4 separate regions of the Mus musculus genome follow, and regions 1, 2 and 4 are each linked to region 3. Evidence: chromatin contacts called from public ChIA-PET and HiChIP or PLAC-seq data. All regions are on one chromosome and are shown on one strand. The core of a region is the stretch at or near the end of the contact, and the rest is flanking DNA. Distances in the headings are between cores, read along the strand shown. Region 1 overlaps Ahcyl2 (S-adenosylhomocysteine hydrolase-like 2). Region 2 holds the start of Nrf1 (nuclear respiratory factor 1). Region 3 holds the start of Ube2h (ubiquitin-conjugating enzyme E2H). Region 4 overlaps Ahcyl2 (S-adenosylhomocysteine hydrolase-like 2).

Region 1 (4,534 bases), core at 170-2,669, 460 kb before region 3:
ATTTTTACCTGCCACTTTCAGTGCCCAATCCCATAAGAATGCTGAATGTAAATTCTTTCTCATTCTGTTTTTTTTAGGGTTTCAGAAGTTTTAAGATAAACCTTGACTTTTCTTGGAGGCAGGTTTGAGGCGGACTGAACCCTGACCTAAGTATGTCTGAATTTGCTATGTCAGGAGAATTGTGGGTTTAAGTCCACACTCCACTCCCAGGTTAAAAGACGTAACAGGAAGGGAATACAGTAGCTGGGTGCTCAAGTGTACTGCAGTCTCTAACGGCTTAATTGCTTATCTGAGAGACCTGGTTGGATTAGTAAGTGGCAGGAGGGTACACAGCTGCCTCCCTGGTCACAGCTTGGTTATGCCTGTTTCTGTTTGCCTTGTCACTTCTTCCTCACACCTGTCTCCTTTCCTTCTCCTTCCCTCTGAGGTCCCTGTCCTAGAATCATCTTCTCTCAGCAGCTTGCATTCACTGTTTGTCTTGTAAGCGTTAACCACCTGAAATACAGGAATAAGACGCTAATCTCAGGGAGAGCTTAAACTCTAGTGTGGAAATAAGCAAATATGACCAACTGCCATATCCATATTAATGTGGACTATGACAGGGGTTATTTAGTAATTTGTGGACTTGAGTCTATGTTTAACCTTTTTATTTGTGTATGTGTATGGTATGTGAGTGCACACATATATATGCTTGCCATAGCATGTGTGGGGAGGTCAAAGAACAACTTTCCAAACTCAGTTCTTGCCTTCTATGTTTGTTTTGAGACAAGAATCCTCTTGTGTCTTGCTGCTGTACTGCTGCGACCAGGCGAGTGAGCTTCGGGCATGCTCCTTTATAATGCTCCTTGGGACTTCGTTTTGAGTAAAGTAAGGCAGTTTTGGAGCATTATAAAGAAGAAAGTGATTTGATGAGATTTAAAATAAAGAAGGTACTGACAGTCGTGTATATGTAAGTGAATTCAGCATCTCTGTGGGCCTCCACAGGTGGAATAATAGCAATAATAGTAAAGTTCATACCGCCCTAGGAGCATCCAGCTGTCCTTGCTCTTTTGAGTACTTTTTACCATTTTTATTTGTTTTAATACAAGGTTTCATATAGCCTAGCCATATTCTCCAGCCCTGCCTCCTGACTGTGGGATTACTGATGTGGGTCACTACGTCTGGTTCTGCTTTTTTGTTTTGTTTTCATTTATCATTTTGTTTGTTTGTTTGGGGTGTGTGAGTGTGTGTGTGTGTGTTTGTGTGTGTGTGTAAAATATGTGCAGTGGTACTTGTATGGAGGTCAGAGGACAGCTTCCCGGGGTGGGTCCTCTCCTTGCACCGTTTGGATATTTGGATTACAGACATTGAGCTGAGGTTGTGAGGCTTGGCAGGAAGCTCACTACCCAGTGAGTCATCGCCCCTGTGCCCTACTCTGCTGTTTACTTATTAACTTACTTGATCCTCTCAAAACTTCCCTTTAACAGAGGAGTAAATAGGCACAAGGAGACTAGGTAATTGTTCAAGTTACACAGTGAGTGGAGAGGCTTGGCCAGGCAGTCTAATGCTACTCTGCTATACCTGGTTAAGGCCAGTGTAGCTTCCTGGTACTGGGTTTATGTAAACATGCATATTAATCTTTATTTTAAAAATATAAGGCCTAGAACAATGGCTCAACAGTTAAGAGCACTTACTCCTTTAAGTACCCAGGTTTGGTTCCCACTACCAAGATGGCAGCTTACGCCATCTATAATTCTAGTTCTAGGGGATCTGCTGCCCTCCCTGGCTTCCCCGGGCACTGGACACATACAGTGCATGTACATATATACAAGCAAATACTCACACACATAAAACCTTTTTAAAAACCAACGTTATAAGAATAGTATTGTTATCATGTTTTAACAGATGAGGTAACAAAGGCTTTAAAAAGTATTTGGTTTGCCTGATGATAGCCCAGAAAGTGTTGGAGCTAACCTAAAGCCTGTTAAATCTTCACCAGTTTCAGAACATGAGGAAACTGAGAGGTGAGAGTCCTCCCATGAGTGAGGATGGGAGACGGGAGGGAGGGCTCAAGTCCTGCTATCATTGGCATTTCAAGCTTGAGGAGGCGTGGTAGCATCCTGTTCTGACAAGATGTTTGACACAAACAGCTTATAAAGGAGAAGGTCATTTTGTGTCATGGTTTCAGATTTTCATCCATGGTCATATGAGCACTTTGCTGGTCACCACAATCTGGTCACCAAGTCTTCGACACATCCAAACCATAACCAGGTATGGGACATCTGAGGCCTACCAATTCAAACCAACCTCATAACTAAGTAGATTGATCTTTGAACCCAGGTGGCTAGGAACTTTAGCCTTTAATAACCAATAGCTTCTGTGACTAAAGAATCATGACTGCATTTTCTTATGGCCTCAGAGACACTAAGTGGATCAGAAATACTGAATGTTGGGCTTGAATGTTTGGATCTTTTCATAGTCCACTTTTCCCCTCAGTTTGTCATGAGAGTCATCAGGTGATTTGCCCAAGACATAGGAAGTCACAGGAACAATCTTCGAGGATTTTCTAATTCATTGCCCTGTGCCTTGTGGCTCTAGGTTCCAAATGCTTGAAGCTTGTACACATAGTGACTTCTCTATGTGTGTGCTTTCTGACTTTGACCTCCAGAAGTCCTACCTTGATGCCTTTTCCACTGTGAGCATGTGCTTGCTCTGACTTTGGGTTATTTGGCATAGCCTCAGAGGTTGTGATTGTTCTGTGAAGTCACCACTGGTAGGAACACAGCTGGCATACAGGATGTTTAGCTGTTTTTGGAATTAAAGCAAGCTTCTTGAGTTGTGATATAGATGGCTTCTAGAGTTAGTCTAGTTTGTTGAGCTTGCTAGCCCCTCACCTAAATGCTGTTGTAGTATAGTCATGTGTGGAGTCTGCGTCACTCCTGCTCTGGCTGTGAATGGATCTTGTAGGATACATTATAACGAAGGGTAGTTATTGGGATCAAGTTTCTAACATATACCTGTCTCTTATGTCTTCCAAAGTTCATGTCAGTTAATGTGCCCTAAAGTCTAGGCGAAATAGCTGTTGTTTTTTTATTGTAGAGACAGTACAGAAAGGGGAGTAACACTGTAGCTTTCAAATGAAGTCTGCTTTAGTTAAACCTACACTAAGAAAACACAAGTTATGTTTAGGGTGCCAACATGATATATTTTCTTCAGTGTATTGCTAATTCTAGTTCCCTTCAGAGTCATTTGCTTCCATGGTTTAACATGACCATAAAGGCAGTCGTCCCTGTCTATTCAGTCATTATGTGAGGAATATAAACAAGAGTGTTTGGTAATTAGTGGTCATTGACATGTAATTCTAAGGGTTGGGCTCCCCTTCAGCAGTAACACAGACTTTTGACCTTGCTTTGTTCTTAAAGGCTCCATTATTGCTACAGATCAGAATGGTTTATAATTGATTTGGATCAAGCAATGGAGAGTAGATCATATATCCTTGCAGATTTAATATAATTAAGGATTAAATGCCTTCAAAACCACACCACGAAATAAGTCAGTAATATTAATCCTTATAGATATAAAATAATGTACCAAATCTTATAAAATGGGCATAAACATTTTAAATATATTGACTTTTATAAGTTTTCCCTATAGTGTTATAAGATACCCATACAGCGCACAGAATTTTAGAACTTACATTATCATTTCTTAGGCTTCTCCTGCAAGCCAGGCACTGTAGTCAAATCAAAGTTGACTAAGCCCCTAAGAAGCCTGCAGTCTATGAGGAGTGAGCCCACGGGTGCAACAGTTGTGATGAAGATGGCTAGGCATGGTGCTGTGGCCAAAGAGCAACATTAAACAAAAGAGAAACTCTTCATTTTAGGGGAGGTTTCATGAGGACACTTATTTCAGCCAAATTTTGGAGAATTTGAATAAGTGAGGGTGAAGGTGGTAAAGGTACTAAACACATTTTGCTTGAGTAGAGGCCTGAGGTAGGAAAGGGCGTGGCTAATGAGGTGTCATTAAGGCCTCAGTATATGTTCTCTTCCCAAAGCCTCTATCAAACTGGGAGATGGCAGTTTTATTTCATTTTTAGATTGGAAAGCTGGTGGGATAGTGAGGGTAAGTCGTGGCAGCATCTCACTCAAGATTGTCTGATTACAAAACCAGCCTGCTCATGGCTGCCACCCATGTGGTCTTCACCACAGGAGATAGCAGGTAATACAACTCACAGGCTCTAGGCCGCTAGCTAGTCAGTTATTGATGTTCTGCCTTCCCTGGCATCTTCCAGCTACTCTTCCTAGGTATTACAATCCTTCCCTGTGTTCCATACCCAAAGGATTCATTCTTTTAAACTGTGAAGCCTAAGTGGGGGAAGCCTGTAATCATAATTATAGTATGATTATTAGCGTCAAAGAAATGAAGCTTGCATCAGAGATTAGCATAGTGCTGGGCTGGCAAGGCAGCTCACCAGCTGACCTCTGACCTCCACACACGGACTTTGGCAAATACTCCCCTACACACATCTTTTACACACATAGCAATAATGAATGTT
Region 2 (4,706 bases), core at 2,172-4,671, 260 kb before region 3:
TGATAAGCACTTTTGCCAGTAAAACATCCTGAGGTCTCCTCATCTACCATTTTTCTTTCTGTCCTTGGAACAAAAAGACAAGAATAGAAAAAGAATGCCAAACTTTATCATCTAATGAGCTCAGTCAGATCTAATCTCAGGTGGGTAAGGTGTCTTCCAGAATTTCATTGATAACCTAATCAATCAACTCAGAAATATGCAGAAGGACCCCGGAGAAATGATTGTGTAGGGCGGGTCTGAGAATCTGTTGACATAAGACTTGCATACAAAGGGCTTGGTGTGTTTGACCTTAGCAAAAACCAAACAAAACAAAGCACAAAACCCTCTGATCAAGAGGACTCCTACCAACACAAGAATCCCCATTCTCATGTCAGCCAGTTTGTCTTGGCGGCAGCAATTTCAATTTGTTTGGGTTGCTTAATGTCATTAAATCTTAAGACTGGGGCCTGGAGAGATGGCTCAGCGGTTAAGAGCACTGACTGCTTTTCCAGAGGTCCTGAGTTCAATTCCTAGCAACCACATGGTGGCTTACAACCATCTATAATGAGATCTGGTGCCCTCTTCTGGTGTGTCTGAAGACGGCTACAGTGTATTCATATATATAAATTAAATAAATAGAATTTAAAAAATTTTAAGACTGTACAGAACTAATATAAGGGTGATGAAAAAGTCATTTACAGCATTCATCCCATCATATTGGCCCTGGCAATAAGTATTCTGTGTAACTTGGTATTAGAATATTTGTAGTACAAACTGTCAAAAGTTCCACAGAAGTTAATGCTGTCTGACACTAAGGTTCTCTTGTGCTTTGTGAGTGGGTGTGGATAGCCATCTAAAAGCTCTGGTAGGGTCAGGATCAGGACTGGTTCCATCTCCATCTGAGTTGGGGCAAGTAACATTGGCATGTTTTGGCTTCTTCATCTGTCAAAAGGGACCATAGTAGTACTTACGTAATGGCCTCCATTGGAGAATGAAATGAGAGGGAGAGTGTAGGGGCTGGGGATATTGCTCAGTTGTTTGTTTGCCTAGCAAAACCCATGAGGTCCTGGGTTCAATCCCCAGCACACATTAACTGAGCATGGCAGCACAGGTCTGGTATCCCACCACTTGGGAGGCCAGGACAGGTCAACCTCAGGTGGAGGTTAGCTTGGGCTACTGAGGCCATTGTAAACAGAGAAGGGAGCTAATGCAGATGTCGCTGGTAAGTCCTGTATGATAAGGAAAGGCAAAGCAAGCAGGCTTGGGGGATGAGGGATGAAAGCCATGTCCAGACTAAAGGAGTAACAAGCTGTTCTGATGGAAAGTTCTAGCACGCGAGAAGACAGCCGTGAGAAATGTTCTGAGCAGAGGGGTAGTATTCCTTGATCTCTATGATCCAACAGCTTCCCAGTTCTTCTGTAGCCTGAGAGAGACGCAGCAGATGAAGTCAGAGATGGCACCGTGGGTGAGGACATCAAAGTTCTCAAAGCCACCTTCAAGGATTTTAGACGTTAGACATCCCAAACAGGGAAATAACACAACACAATCTGCTTTTTTTTTTTTTTTTTTTTTTTTTTTTTGAGACAGGGTTTCTCTGTATAGCCCTGGCTGTCCTGGAACTCACTCTGTAGACCAGACTAGCCTCGAACTCAGAAATCCACCTGCCTCTGCCTCCCGAGTGCTGGGATTAAAGGCGTGTGCCACCACGCCCAGCTACGATCTGCTTTTTTTTAAAAAAATGAAGAAAAGAGTCCATTCAAGTTGAAGTGTGCAGAAGGGGCTGGGGAGAGCAAGTCCAGGGTCTGGGAGCCAGTTCAGAGTCTAAGTGCAGCACCTCCACACGAAAGCAGCCTGGACCAAAGTCAGAAAGAGGCAACAACGCTTTAAAGATGTCATTGGATGGCCAGGCAGAGGGTCCATGTCTTTAATCCCAGAACTTGGAAGGCAAGGACAGGATAAAAATCTCTGAGTTAGAGGCCAGGCCAGTCTGGTCTTTATGGTGAGTTTCAGGCCATCCTGGGCTACATAGTTGAGACCCTATCTCAAAAAAAAAAAAAAAAAAAAAAAAAAATCATTGAGGCAAAGAGGAAAGAGCAGACATTATTCCTACAGGGATGGGTAGTGACAGTGATATCGGTTTGATTTAGAAAACATTAAGGGTGCCAGGCAGTGGTGGCGCACGCCTTTGATCCAAGCACTGGGGAGGCAGAAGCACGCAGATTTCTGAGTTTGAGGCCAGCCTGGTCTACAGAGTTCTTGGACAGCCAAGCCAGGGCTACACAGAGAAACCGTCTCTAAAAACCAAAAAAAAGGAAAAAGAAAAAAAAAGAAAGGAAGGAAGTAAGGAAGGAAGGAAGAGAAAAGAAACCGTTAAGGGAAAAAGGCATTCAGTTAAGCTGGGCAGTGGTGGCACACGCCTTTAATCCCAGCACTGGGGAGGTAGAGGCAGATGATCTCTGGGTTGGAGGTCAGCTTGGTCTGCAGAGTGAGTTCCAGGACAGCCTGGTCTACACAGAGAAATCCTGTCTTGGACTAAAAAAAAAAAAAAAAAAAAACTACATAAGACAAAGGTATCCAATTAAAAAAATGTTTGCTTATTTGTTAAGCTGTTTTCTGACACCATGTGGGGCATTTATCTAGTGCACATTAAATCTCCCAGAAGTGTTAAAAATGCAGATTCTAGGTTTCAGTTGGAGCTGGGACTCCCGGTGGTTCTGATGGGGGCTCCTGATGACATAACAAAAGCAACCCAAACTACCCCATGTCCCCAACCTTTCATTTTCCCACTGTCTGCTCACTTGTTAGGCATACTAGGATACCCTATTGCTTCATCTAAGCGCCGAGAAAGCAAGGGCAAGAACTTACTTTTTTATTTTTATTAAATAGAGCCTTGGTTTGCTAACAGGTGCACTTCGGAGCACCCATAACAGCATCCAGTACGGAAAGGGGCCCTTTAGAAATGTTGGTCTAAGGAACGAGAGAATAAATTACCATATTGCTTTGTACCAAAGTTCCCCGTTTACAGATCTGGTTGGGGCTTTGAAACAGAGAAACAAAGCGCATTTCAGAGAGGGGTCGAGGCGACTACGCAAAGGCGCGCCGAGTAAAATGTGGGGGAGCCGCTTTGGAGCGGAGGTCTCAGTTCCCCGCGCTCGGCTCCGAGCGGAGGGCTCCTTCGGATTAGCAACCATCTTGGGCGGCATGAACCACTTCGCCGCCGCGTCCGCGACTTGCTCAGCCGGTTGCCCTCCTGGTCCGGGCCCCGGCCAGCGCTGCCGAGCCGCACCAGAGGCCGACGAGGCGGCCGGGGGTCTCAGAGAGCGCCGCCGAGAGCCCCCTCCCCGGAGCCGCAGAGCCGTGCTGGCCTCGCCATCATGGCGGTCTCCGGGCGGGGAAGCCGAGCCGTGCGTCGCGTGCGTGCCTCCTCCCTCCCCTCCCCCTCCTCGGCGGCGGCGGCGGCGGCAGAGGCGGCAGCGCTCGCCATTGCCGCTGGTGGCAGGAGGCTGCGAGGAGCCGGCGCGGTCGCAGTCTCCACGGCGCAGGCCCACGGTAGCGCAGCCGCTCTGAGGTGAGTGCCCTACCGCGCAATCTCCAGCTATTTCAGCCCCGGCGCAGCCGCAACACGCCGCCCGCCCGCCGGCCGGCCGGCCCGCCCCGCAGCCGGCACCCTGCCGCCCCCGGCTCGGGGCCTGGGCCCCCGCCGGATTCGGCCTGCCTGGGGCGGGGGGCCCGGGCCCGGGCCCGGCCCAGCCAAACCGCCACCCCGAGGATGCGCAGGCCGCACTAGGCCCCGGGCGTCCTGGCGGGCTCGGTAGGGAGGCGGCTGCCCTCCCGAGAGCCCCAGGGTTCCGGCCTCCCCTACCGCCTCGGGTTCTCCCGGCCGCGGCCTCCTCCGCGCCGTGGAACCCCGGGCCTGGTCTTCCTTCTGCGGGCTCGGGAGCCGGCGGCCCGGGAGAGCGCGCCGGGCCCGGGAGCGGGAGGTGGGTGGGCTGCGCGGGACCGGAGCGGCGGCTCGGCGCTCGCCCCCTCGGCTCTTCCCGGCTCTGGCCCGCCGGTGGCTCGGTGCGGCCGGGCGGGGCGCGGGAGTGGCTGTCTCTGGCGGGAGAGGAGGCTGGTGGTTCGGCCGGGCGACCTCCGAAGCTTCCCTCCCGCCGGGGTGGCGTGGGATGGTTACCCAGGTGGACTGGGGGGCGCTGAATATGGCGCGCTGCCCACCTTCTTGCAAGTTGTGAGGAGGCGCCTAGGCGGCAGTTCGAGGAGGAGGAGGAGGGCGCAAAGTCCTTTTGTACGCAGAAATAAGGAGCGACATTGTGTTTTTCCTCTCCGGCGGAGATACCCACCGAGGGGCCTGGGTTCTTCCTGGGACTGGCGTGGTGGTCTCCGGGGGACAGGAGGGGGAGGTGGCGCACCCCTTAAGAAGGAACGGAGCCTTTGCCTCGGATAAAACAGGGGGTCTGGGGTGGTCTTGTGCTTGATTCTCTCCCACATCTCCCAGGCTTTCGTGGATTCGTGGGTTTGCCATTGCATGTTCTGTAGTGATGTCCACTGTTTCTCACCTGTTGTGTCGTTGCTGCTGGCCCCAAACTTTGTTCGGTGCATCTGACTACCCACCAGAACTTGAAAATGTTAAACATACATTAATGTTGTTAGAGCTTCAAAGGCTATCTGCTCTGACCAGTTGGAGGAGCTGTTAGCAGGTCATCCCCATCTTCCCTGCCATTAAAGTA
Region 3 (4,368 bases), core at 704-3,203:
AAAAATACCTTCTTATTCTTGAAAAGATGTCACAAAAAAAAAAAAAAAAAGAAAGAAAATGAAAAAGAAAACTCTTGCCTAGGCAACTTTCCTCCCATCCCCCAAGTTAAAATCCTAAGCAAAAACTACTTTTAAAAACTTCAGCAAATTCCATAACTGAGTTTTTGACAACCACCACTGATGTTTAGGAAAAATAAAAAAATAAAAAACAGCAACAAGTAAGAGAAGGAATTACCTGAAGAATCTAGACAAACAACTTGAGTTATATAAACAAAATCCTGCAACGGGGGAAATGGTTGGGGGATGGGGGCGAGGCAGAAAAGAGAAACAGGAGACAAGACTTGTTAACAGCCTTTCACACACTACCGCCCCCCCTCACCCTCTCCCTGGGGATCAGCTATTTACAACACTGGGCTCTCACCCCCACCCTCAAAAAATAAAAACATTTTTTTAAATGCTCGATTTGCCTTAGGAACCTTCGCGAATTTCTCTACTGGTCATGCAAAAAAAAATCAGCCTGGATTCCAACCAAAACCACTGCCTGGAGGACTCTTATCAGTTACAGCTCTCCCACTGCAACCTCGGGTGTATATAAAGCTGGGGGAAGGGGTAGAAAATAAAAGGTGTCACTTGGCCCAGATCAGGGCAAGCAGTCCCCAAGAACCATATCCTCAGAGGGAGTTTTGCTCAAGTGGCTATTTTGTTCGGGGAGCTCCTTTCTCTCCTTCGTCCCAGCTGTCAGTTCCACAATATGGAGGGTGGCCTGCCTGCTAAGAGGGCCTGGGGGTCCTCACTGCATGCACTATGAGTGGGATAGGCTTTGTGAGTAGAAAGAAAAACAGGAAGGTTCTCCAGACCAGAAGGCTTAACAGGAGTGTCTGATTTAAAACACACGGAGCTCTTTATTACAAGAGGGGGCCCTGGGCAGGCTACTCTCTTCCTAATATAGAAAGGAATTAGGGATAAAGAAGGTTGCTTGAGTTACCCCAGTTTAAGCAGCACTGTGACTGGAAGGAACAGGGACACCCGAGAGAGAGAGAAAGAGAGAGAGAGAGAAAGGCTTCCCTCTCAGGAATTTCTATAATGAACCCATAAACCCAAAGCTAGCAAACAGGAAGCAAAGACCCTGAAGATGAGCTCCCGGTGACGAAGGAGGCGTCTAGTTATACCCCCACACACACCCCTAAGAAAGGGCCGTCTTAGGAATCCAAACGTCGTAGAGGGAAAGTCAGGGGCTGGGGGTGGGGGGGGAGTGCAAGGAAGGCGAAGAACAACGCACATCTCGGGGGGCTGCAGATAAAGGGGGACTGAAAAAGCCCTCGGCTCCGGGGAGGTGCCAAGGGGCCGCCGTAGGCACTGGGGGAGGGAGGGGAGGCGCGGCCAGTGGCCTGGAGTGCCCCGGAGCCCTCGAGTGGGCACCCCCACCCGCCCCACACGCAGTCCGAATTCCCCTCCATGAAGGATACAGCTTGACTACGTCCGTGTCCATCCGCCTCTTGCCGGGACTGGGGGATGACATGGTGTCGCCGCTGCCGCTGCCTCCCCGTCGCCTGCGCCGCCGCCGCCTCTCTCCCCTCCTTGGCCCGTCTGTCACGGGCTCCGGGCCCAGCTCGCAGGGCCCCGCGGCCTCGCCGGCTCCTCGGCCGAGGTGGCAACACCCGCGCGGTCCCGTGGGGTCCGCTCAGCCGCCGCCCCCCGCACGGGGGAACACCGGGCACTGCCCCGCCGAGTGGGGGCGGGGACCGAGGCGCCCGCTCGGGCTGCCCTCCGACTGAGGCTCCGCCGCGGCCCGGGCTGCCGCTGCTCCGCGCCGTGCGCCGCTCCCTCCCGCCTGCGCTAGCTCGTTCGCCTGCCCGCCCGCTCGCTCACGCTCTCGCCAGCTCCCAGCTGCTTCCTCCACAAGCCGACGACTCCAGCTCGGTCGGCCTCTCTACCCTAGCCTCGCTCTAGGCGCCGTGATGTCACCTCTGTGACGTCATCTGAGGGGCGGGGCGCCGGTGGGAGGGGAGGAGCATCGTCGTCGCGGTGTAAGCTTGTCAGGGGAGTTCTGGGAGATGTAGTTCCTCTTTCTCCTGCCATCGTGCATTCCCTCCGCCCCCTCCCCCAACCTCCTCACACACTTCATCGATCAACTGCCAGTGTCGTTACCATCAACATAAACGACGGTAGTAAATAATGGCAGTATGATTACATTCATACTTTATGTACCACCCTCTCAACAGTGCTGCAAAGGCTGTTTGGATATGGAGGAGGCCAAAGTGGCAATTACTCAGACTGGCGTCCAAATCTGGAAATTCCCACACCAGCATGTTCTCTCCACTCTGCTCCCTCTTCAGAGGGAATTGGTTTGCAGGGATTTAGACTACAGTAAGGCTTCCCCAGAGCTTGCAAACAGGGTTCATTTACCCTCTATGCAAACAAGGTCAACAACTCCGGAACTGCAGTAGAAGCAGCAAAGAACAGAAATAATTTGATACTAACATCCTCATTCTACAGAATTTGAGGTAAGTTGAGGTCCTTTTTAAAATCACAAAGGTGACTGATAGAAGCACCCTAAATAAGTTATAATGCAGAACAAAGACACAGTTCTGCCCTCTGAACTCCTATATCAGTTCATGACTCTGAGGATACAGTGTAGATGAAGATGAAATTTACACAGCTCTCCCAGAATGGACCAGAGTGTCAGCATCATTTGAGAACTAGGAAGGAATGCCTCTAGAAGGGCCTTAGGCCTACTCAATTAACATATGCAGTTGAACTAAGTTCTCAGACAGTTCCCTGAACAGTGAAGTCTGAGATATACTGCTCTACAGGGCTCAAAAGTACTGTAAACCTAAGGAGCAACAAGGTAAAAGAGGCAGAATAGTGCCAAGTATCCTCAAAAGCTTTATCTATTGTCTTTTCTCTATGACACACACTTGGACTTTGTCAGGTCAGGTACTGAGGGCTAAATTGAAGATCATTTGCTCCTATCTTTCTACCCTTCAAAATGCCAGCTATTTTTTTTTTTTTAGTTGTAACATACATATAAAATATACAATGTTAACCATATTTAAATATTCAATGCAACAGCAAAAAACCATTAAATATTGTGCAAGTATGACTAGTGCTCATTTCCTGAACCTTTTCATCAATCCAGACAGAAATCATGTGCCCTTAAAAGAATAACCCCTCCTCCCCATCCCACCAGCCCCTGGTAACTTCCACTCTATGTTCTGGGGAGAAAAAAAGACTATCCATTGCTTTCTCCTAGGAGAAATCTGTCAGCAGACGGGTATGAAAAGACTTCTAGCCACCTTTATCTGATCACTTCATTGAAGGAAGAAAACAAAACAAAACAAGATTTGTCTTTCTCACTGTCTGCACCAGACTCCCTAGGGTGTTATTGCCCCTACCAGCTTTCCTAGAGTGGCTCCCCCAGCCTCCTTTGCCTGATTACCTCCCTCCCCTGTGCTAAGACAGTGGTTTTCAAGCTTGGCCCAACACCTCAGAATCACCTGGGGAGCTTGTTAAGCTCACACAGAGTCCAGGAACTGCTGCTGGGAATTCAGAAGGTCTGGGGTGAGGCCTAAATAGCCTTGTCTTTAACAAGTACCCCGGATGTTTCCGATGCTGGCCAAAGTCAGAAAAGCTCTGCCGTCAAGATTCCAAAAGATGTCTCAATTTCGAGACACCTATCTGACTGTTAAGTGCATTTATAAAGTCCTATGCCCAAAAGGCAGGAGCTGTGTGCTCTCTGCTCCTCCACCACACACACAGTGGCACCTAGAGGACCTGTGGTCATTGTCTCTAAAACCACAGCATATATATAGAACAGACAGTCAAGGAAAGGACACTAGAGGAAGAAAGGCCTGGAGTTAGGGCTTAAAAATTCTACATGGTCTTTTCCTCCTCACTGATACAACTGCTGTGAGCAAAAAAACTTGGGAGACTAACCAGAGAAGTGTTTCATAACGGAAACTTGCAGACCACGCTGATGGTGGCAAGCCTGCTCCCTCCACAGGTAACGGAGGGTGAGCCCTGGAAGCAGTCTTAGCAAAGGAGAACCATGATGTCCTTTGGAGGTTGTTGGTGGTGGTGGGTTTTTGGTTTAGTTTGGTTTGGTTTTTCGAGACAGGGTTTCTCTGTATACCCCTGGCTGTCCTGGAACTCACTTTGTAGACCAGGCTGGCCTCGAACTCAGAAATCCTCCTGCCTCTGCCTCCCAAGTGCTGGGATTGAAGGCGTGTGCCACCACGCCCACTGTTTTTTTTTTGGGGGGGGTGGATTTATTTCTGTTTAATACATATGACTGTCTGCTTGCATGAATCCATGTGTATTATGTGCCTGGTGCCCTTAGAGGCTAGAAGAGAAAGAGTCATTTTCCCT
Region 4 (4,701 bases), core at 1,275-3,774, 510 kb before region 3:
GTGCATATGAGTTCGAGTACCTCAGGAGGCCAAGAAGAGGGTGTTGGGTCTGTTGGAGCTGGAGTTACAGGTGGTTGTGAACTGCCTAACATGGATGCTGGGAACCAAACTTGAGTCCTCTGCTAGAGCAGTAAGCACTTCTAACCCCTCAGCCATCTCTCCAGATCCCTGGAGATCATTCTTGATTCATATTCTCTCTCTCTCTCTCTCTCTCTCTCTCTCTTTCTCTCTCTCTCTCTGTTGTTGCCATTTCAAGCTTTTTTGTTTGTTTGTAGAACATGATTTTAGTATTTTCAACTTTTTAATATTCAACAAACAGAATATTTATTTTAAAATATATTTCATTGTTATGTATCCTTTTTCATTTCTTTTTTTAAAATTAATTATTTATTATATGTAAGTACACTGCAGCTGTCTTCAGACACACCTGAAGAGGGCATCAGATTCCATTACAGATGGTTGTGAGCCACCATGTGGTTGCTGGGAATTGAACCCATGACTGCCAGAAGAGCAGTCAGTGCTCTTAACACTGAGCCATTTCTCCAGGCCTCCCTTTTCATTTCTGATTTTATTAATTTGGATACTGTCTCTGTGCCCTCTGGTTATTCTGGCTCAGGGTTTATCTATCTTGTTGATTTTCTCAAAGAACCATCTCCTGTTTTTGTTGATTCTTTGTATAGTTCTTTTTGTTTCTATTTGGTTGATTTCAGCTCTGAGTTTGATTATTTCCTGCCCTTTACTCCTTTTGGGTGTGTTTGCTTCTTTCTGTTGTAGAGTTTTCAGGTGTGCTGTCAAGCTGCTAGTGTAAGCTGTCTCCAGTTTCTGTTTGGAGGCATTTCATTCTTGATTCTCTTAGTGGTTCTTCATATGGTTTTACTTATCAGATCCATTAAACTATCCTGATGATCCTCTTCTGACCCTATTTATTATCTATAGGTAATATCTCCCAAATAAGAGGTCATATTCCAAGATACTGCTTAACCAATAACAATTTTCTTTCTTGTTCATATCACTGTACTATTATCAGTTGATTATATTAACTTGTAACTTTTTAAACTTTATTATGAGTATACGTGTTTGCCTATATATACAGCCATATATAACCTGCATGCCTGGTGCCTAGTGGAGCTCCAAAGAGGGCATTGGATACTCTAGAAGCAGAGTTACAAATGGTTGTGAGCCATCATGTGGATGCTAGGACTTTGAACTTAGGTGTCCTGGAACAGCAACCAGTTCTTTTAGGCACTGAGGTATTTCTCTAGCCCAGCTTTTTAAGTTGATCTCTCGTGCTGAAGTTGATATTGAGCTCTTCATTTTCAGCCTATTTCTACTTGTGCATATGTGATTTTTTTTTTTTTTTTTTACTGTTCCATGCTATCACTTAACCTTTATTGATAGCCTTATAATCATTAGCAAAATTCTTCAAGGTTGTGGTAAACATCTAAAGTGAGTTCAAATTCTATAGCAACATTAGATACTCCTATCCAAATTGAGATTAAATCGTTGATTATTAATCTGAGAATGATATTTTAATTTTAATTAGTAGTGAACTTAAGAACTGACTAGCATAACAATCGTTATTTAGATTTGATATTTCTGTTAAACTCTCTTAATCCATGTTAAAGACCATAGTCTTCTTTTTCCTTTGGAATTAGAAATTTAAGTTGAATGCTCTTATTTTCAGTTCTGTTACTACTTTTCTTTGAAGTTCTCATTGCTTGAGGGTGTAATTGTCTGGATTCAGAGACCTGCACTTACTATAAGCTATTCCCTGCTCCTCCTGCTCTTTCATTGACCACCCCCGCCCCCATTCATGGTCTACTTTGCTCTTAGCCATGTATATTCTATTTTATTCTAGAGTTTAAAGTTTGTTTGTTTGTTTGTTTGTTTGTTTAAATGCTCTCCTCTTCTTCATACAGAATCTCATTATGTTGCCCAAGCTGAGGATCCTTCTGTGTCACCCTTCCCAGTGCTCTCATTATAGAGATGTGCCATAATTATTCTCAGAAAATAAAGATAGAAGCAAATCAAGAGTTACTTAAATAGGTTAAATTTTCTATAATTTTTTTTAACATGATAGAGTCATATCTTATATTTTTGTATATACCCTTGCTGGAAAAAATACAATTAGTGTTTTTATAAGTGGTATAATTTTCTTTTATCTTTTTTCTTTCTTTTCTCATTCTTTCTTTTGGGGGGGTGAGGTGGGGGATAAGGTCTCTATCCTGACTGGCTTTGATCTCACAGAGATCTGTTTGTCCCTGCCTCTCCAGGGCTAAGATTAAAGGCATGTACCACCATGCCTAGCTCAATAAGTGGTATAATTTTCATATTAATTTATTTATTGCATTGGTAGATATTTGGACATCAGAGATGAGCAAGGTATATTCTGTTCTCAAGGAGGTCAGATTTATAGTTGGAGAGATAATATTAAGTATTCACTAGAGCAAGATAGGGCCTAGTAGAGGATCTCAGGCCTTCTGTGGTGAGGTTGAGGGAAGAATAGGTAGGCAGTTAGGAGTCATTGTGTAGGCTTACATAATCCTCTTCAGAAGAATTCTGTTCAAAGTTTCTTGGGCTGGTCATGGACACACCTGCAGTGCCAGCACTTGAAAGGCAGAGGCAGGTGAATACAGTTAAGTCTTAGGGTGGATTGGAAAGGCAGGAATAACAGTTGTAGGAAATCTGATTAAAACCAAATGAGCTTGTCATCTTATGATGTACCATATAAATAATTTTTGTCTTTGTTATGTTGTGGTCACAAGCAGCTCCCAGATGTCAGTAGTTATTAAACATGGTTTGTTTTTTGCATATGCTGATGTCTTTAGTGTAGTTTTGTTCCAGGATTCAGGCTGGAGATAAGTCTATGATTTGAGGCTTTCTTATTGTGCCAGAAGGAAATGAGGCATGGTAGAATCTACACAGTGTTTCTCTGAAAGCTGTTCAGAAGTGAGCTATGCATTTCCTCCCCTCTTTCCTTTCTTCTTCCTCTCCCTCTCTTCTTTCACTTTCCTTTATCTGATTATTTTTTGAGACGGGGGCCTTGTTACAAAGGTTTGGCTCCTTATATAACCCAGGATGGGCTTGAACTTTTTTTGTTTTTTTTTTTTGTTTTTGTTTTTTTGAGACAGGGTTTCTCTGTGTAGCCCTGACTGTCCTGGAACTCACACTGTAGACCAGGCTGGCCTCGAACTCAGCAATCTGCCTGTCTCTGCCTCCCAAGTGCTGGGATTAAAGGTGTGCGCCACCACGCCTGGCTCTTTTTTTTTTTTTTTAAAGATTTATTTTATTTTACTTGTACACAATAGCTGTCTTCAGACACACCAGTCTTTGTTCATTGTGAATAGGAATAAGAAAGGGAAAACAGAAAGAAATACTCAGAAATCTACAGTTGTCTACCATTTGAGTGGGTGGTGAGTTGATCAATACAGGAGGTATCAATAATAGAAGATAGCTTAATTTAATTATGTTGAACTTGAGGTGTTTGTGGGACATCTAAATAGAGGGGACTAGTAAGGAAACTGGATAAGCTGGCATAAAGTTCACAGGATATAGAAAGTATTAATAAAATGCTCGAGTAGTAGGACTGGGAATTACAGCCCCAAACAGAGGTACCTTTGCTTCTTGAGTGCTGGGATTAAAGGCATGGACCACTGTGTCTGGCTGTGTATTCTATATTTTTAAAGTTTATGGTGTTTATACCTATCTTACCTGATAATTTTATTTGGTTCTTAATTTATATTTATGTCTTTTTTTCATTTAATACACACATATAGCACATATCAACAAAATACAGTATTTAGTTTTTGAAATGAACATTAAAAGGTATTTTTGTTTATATTTGTTGTTCATTGTTGTATGACATGGCTTGTGTGTACCGCTTCCTGCCTGTGGAGGTCAGGGGACAACTTTTTGAGAGTTACTTCCTTTCCATTGTAGATTCTGGAAATTGAACTTTAGTCACTGGGTTTGTGTCAAGCCTTTTTCACTGCTGAGCCATCTTGCTGTCTCCCCCGAGTTAATTTCACTTCCCATTTTCCCTCTTTGTTTCTGCAGGGAACCCACGGTCTAGGCGAGCCCTGGACCACGAGCTCCTCCTTTTTTCTTTTCTGAGTAATATTCAGTGCTGATGGGAAGTCCTGAGTTAAAGGGTTTTATAATTATCCAGTCAGACTTATATTTTACATTACTTGGTAGAAGGTCAAACGTTTACTGAAAAATAAGTTAAGGGACATAAGAGACTATTAGGTGTATTTTAATACTTTGGTTTGCAGTTCCTTCAACCCTCCTCATTGTAAAACCTGATCTGCCTAAGCGATTCTGCCTTCTTATCTATGAGTTGTTAGAACTACTTTTGCCTGTCCACCCCTTCCATTTAGTTACTAGGGAACAAAGCTGTTATGGCAGGATGGTCAAGCACTATCTATTCCTTCAGTTAGAATCGGAGTAAAAGAAACCCTTAGATCTCTGGGCCCTCTATCCCATCTTAGATAAAAGGCAGAGAAAAATTGTTTATAGTCAAGTTTCCTTTTTTTTGTGCCCCTCCTTATTAAATACTTATCATTTGATAAAAGGGTGAATAGTTAAGATTTTTAGGCAGATGCCAGATAAATATAATAAACATTATTTTAAATCTCATAAATGAACTTAGAAAAAGGTAAAGAAAAAAATCTTAGAGAAAAATGGACGCGAGTGAGCTGG

Evidence for each region. ChIA-PET counts read pairs in DNA pulled down with a chosen protein or histone mark. HiChIP or PLAC-seq counts read pairs in DNA pulled down with a chosen protein or histone mark.
Region 1: a FOXA1 HiChIP or PLAC-seq map of pancreatic cancer cells shows a contact between it and region 3. The contact joins the enhancer-like site here to the promoter of Ube2h in region 3. A contact is called at or near these places in 5 of 39 promoter capture datasets (the 3T3-L1 cell line, cranial neural crest, embryonic stem cells and 1 more), 4 of 484 Hi-C or Micro-C datasets (CD4 T cells, the HPC-7 cell line, bone marrow-derived macrophages and 1 more), 13 of 115 datasets of contacts at active chromatin or transcription factors (astrocytes, cardiomyocytes, embryonic basal ganglia and 9 more) and 1 of 9 other capture datasets (embryonic stem cells).
Region 2: an HNF4G HiChIP or PLAC-seq map of pancreatic cancer cells shows a contact between it and region 3. The contact joins the promoter of Nrf1 here to the promoter of Ube2h in region 3. A contact is called at or near these places in 22 of 39 promoter capture datasets (the 3T3-L1 cell line, 3T3-L1-derived adipocytes, the C10 cell line and 14 more), 5 of 484 Hi-C or Micro-C datasets (CD4 T cells, embryonic stem cells, muscle stem cells and 1 more), 7 of 115 datasets of contacts at active chromatin or transcription factors (VIP interneurons, effector CD8 T cells, extraembryonic endoderm stem cells and 4 more) and 1 of 9 other capture datasets (liver).
Region 4: an RNA polymerase II ChIA-PET map of memory CD8 T cells shows a contact between it and region 3, with 6 read pairs. The contact joins the enhancer-like site here to the promoter of Ube2h in region 3. A contact is called at or near these places in 4 of 115 datasets of contacts at active chromatin or transcription factors (astrocytes, memory CD8 T cells, pro-B cells and 1 more) and 1 of 9 other capture datasets (adipose tissue).

Annotation. Positions count from the first base shown.
Region 1 is chr6:29,847,607-29,852,140 of GRCm38.p6, forward strand. All of the region lies in intron 1 of Ahcyl2 (S-adenosylhomocysteine hydrolase-like 2), which reads left to right. Among named protein-coding and RNA genes, the nearest start is that of Strip2, 67 kb to the right of the region's middle. Within about 2 kb of position 1,420, at least 82 of the 459 cell types and tissues checked have an H3K27ac peak or open chromatin away from gene starts, as enhancers often do. A contact at or near this core is called in bone marrow-derived macrophages, liver and pancreatic cancer cells, where this site is marked.
Region 2 is chr6:30,044,567-30,049,272 of GRCm38.p6, forward strand. It overlaps Nrf1 (nuclear respiratory factor 1), which reads left to right and starts at 3,422. Exons shown (of 12, transcript NM_001164226.1): 1 at 3,422-3,547.
Region 3 is chr6:30,302,586-30,306,953 of GRCm38.p6, forward strand. It overlaps Ube2h (ubiquitin-conjugating enzyme E2H), which reads right to left and starts at 1,954. Exons shown (of 7, transcript NM_009459.3): 1 at 1,467-1,954. The coding sequence starts at 1,519. 1700095J07Rik (RIKEN cDNA 1700095J07 gene) reads left to right here and starts at 2,030. Exons shown (of 2, transcript NR_166056.1): 1 at 2,030-2,504.
Region 4 is chr6:29,790,772-29,795,472 of GRCm38.p6, forward strand. All of the region lies in intron 1 of Ahcyl2 (S-adenosylhomocysteine hydrolase-like 2), which reads left to right. Among named protein-coding and RNA genes, the nearest start is that of Ahcyl2, 25 kb to the left of the region's middle. Within about 2 kb of position 2,525, at least 41 of the 459 cell types and tissues checked have an H3K27ac peak or open chromatin away from gene starts, as enhancers often do. A contact at or near this core is called in memory CD8 T cells, where this site is marked.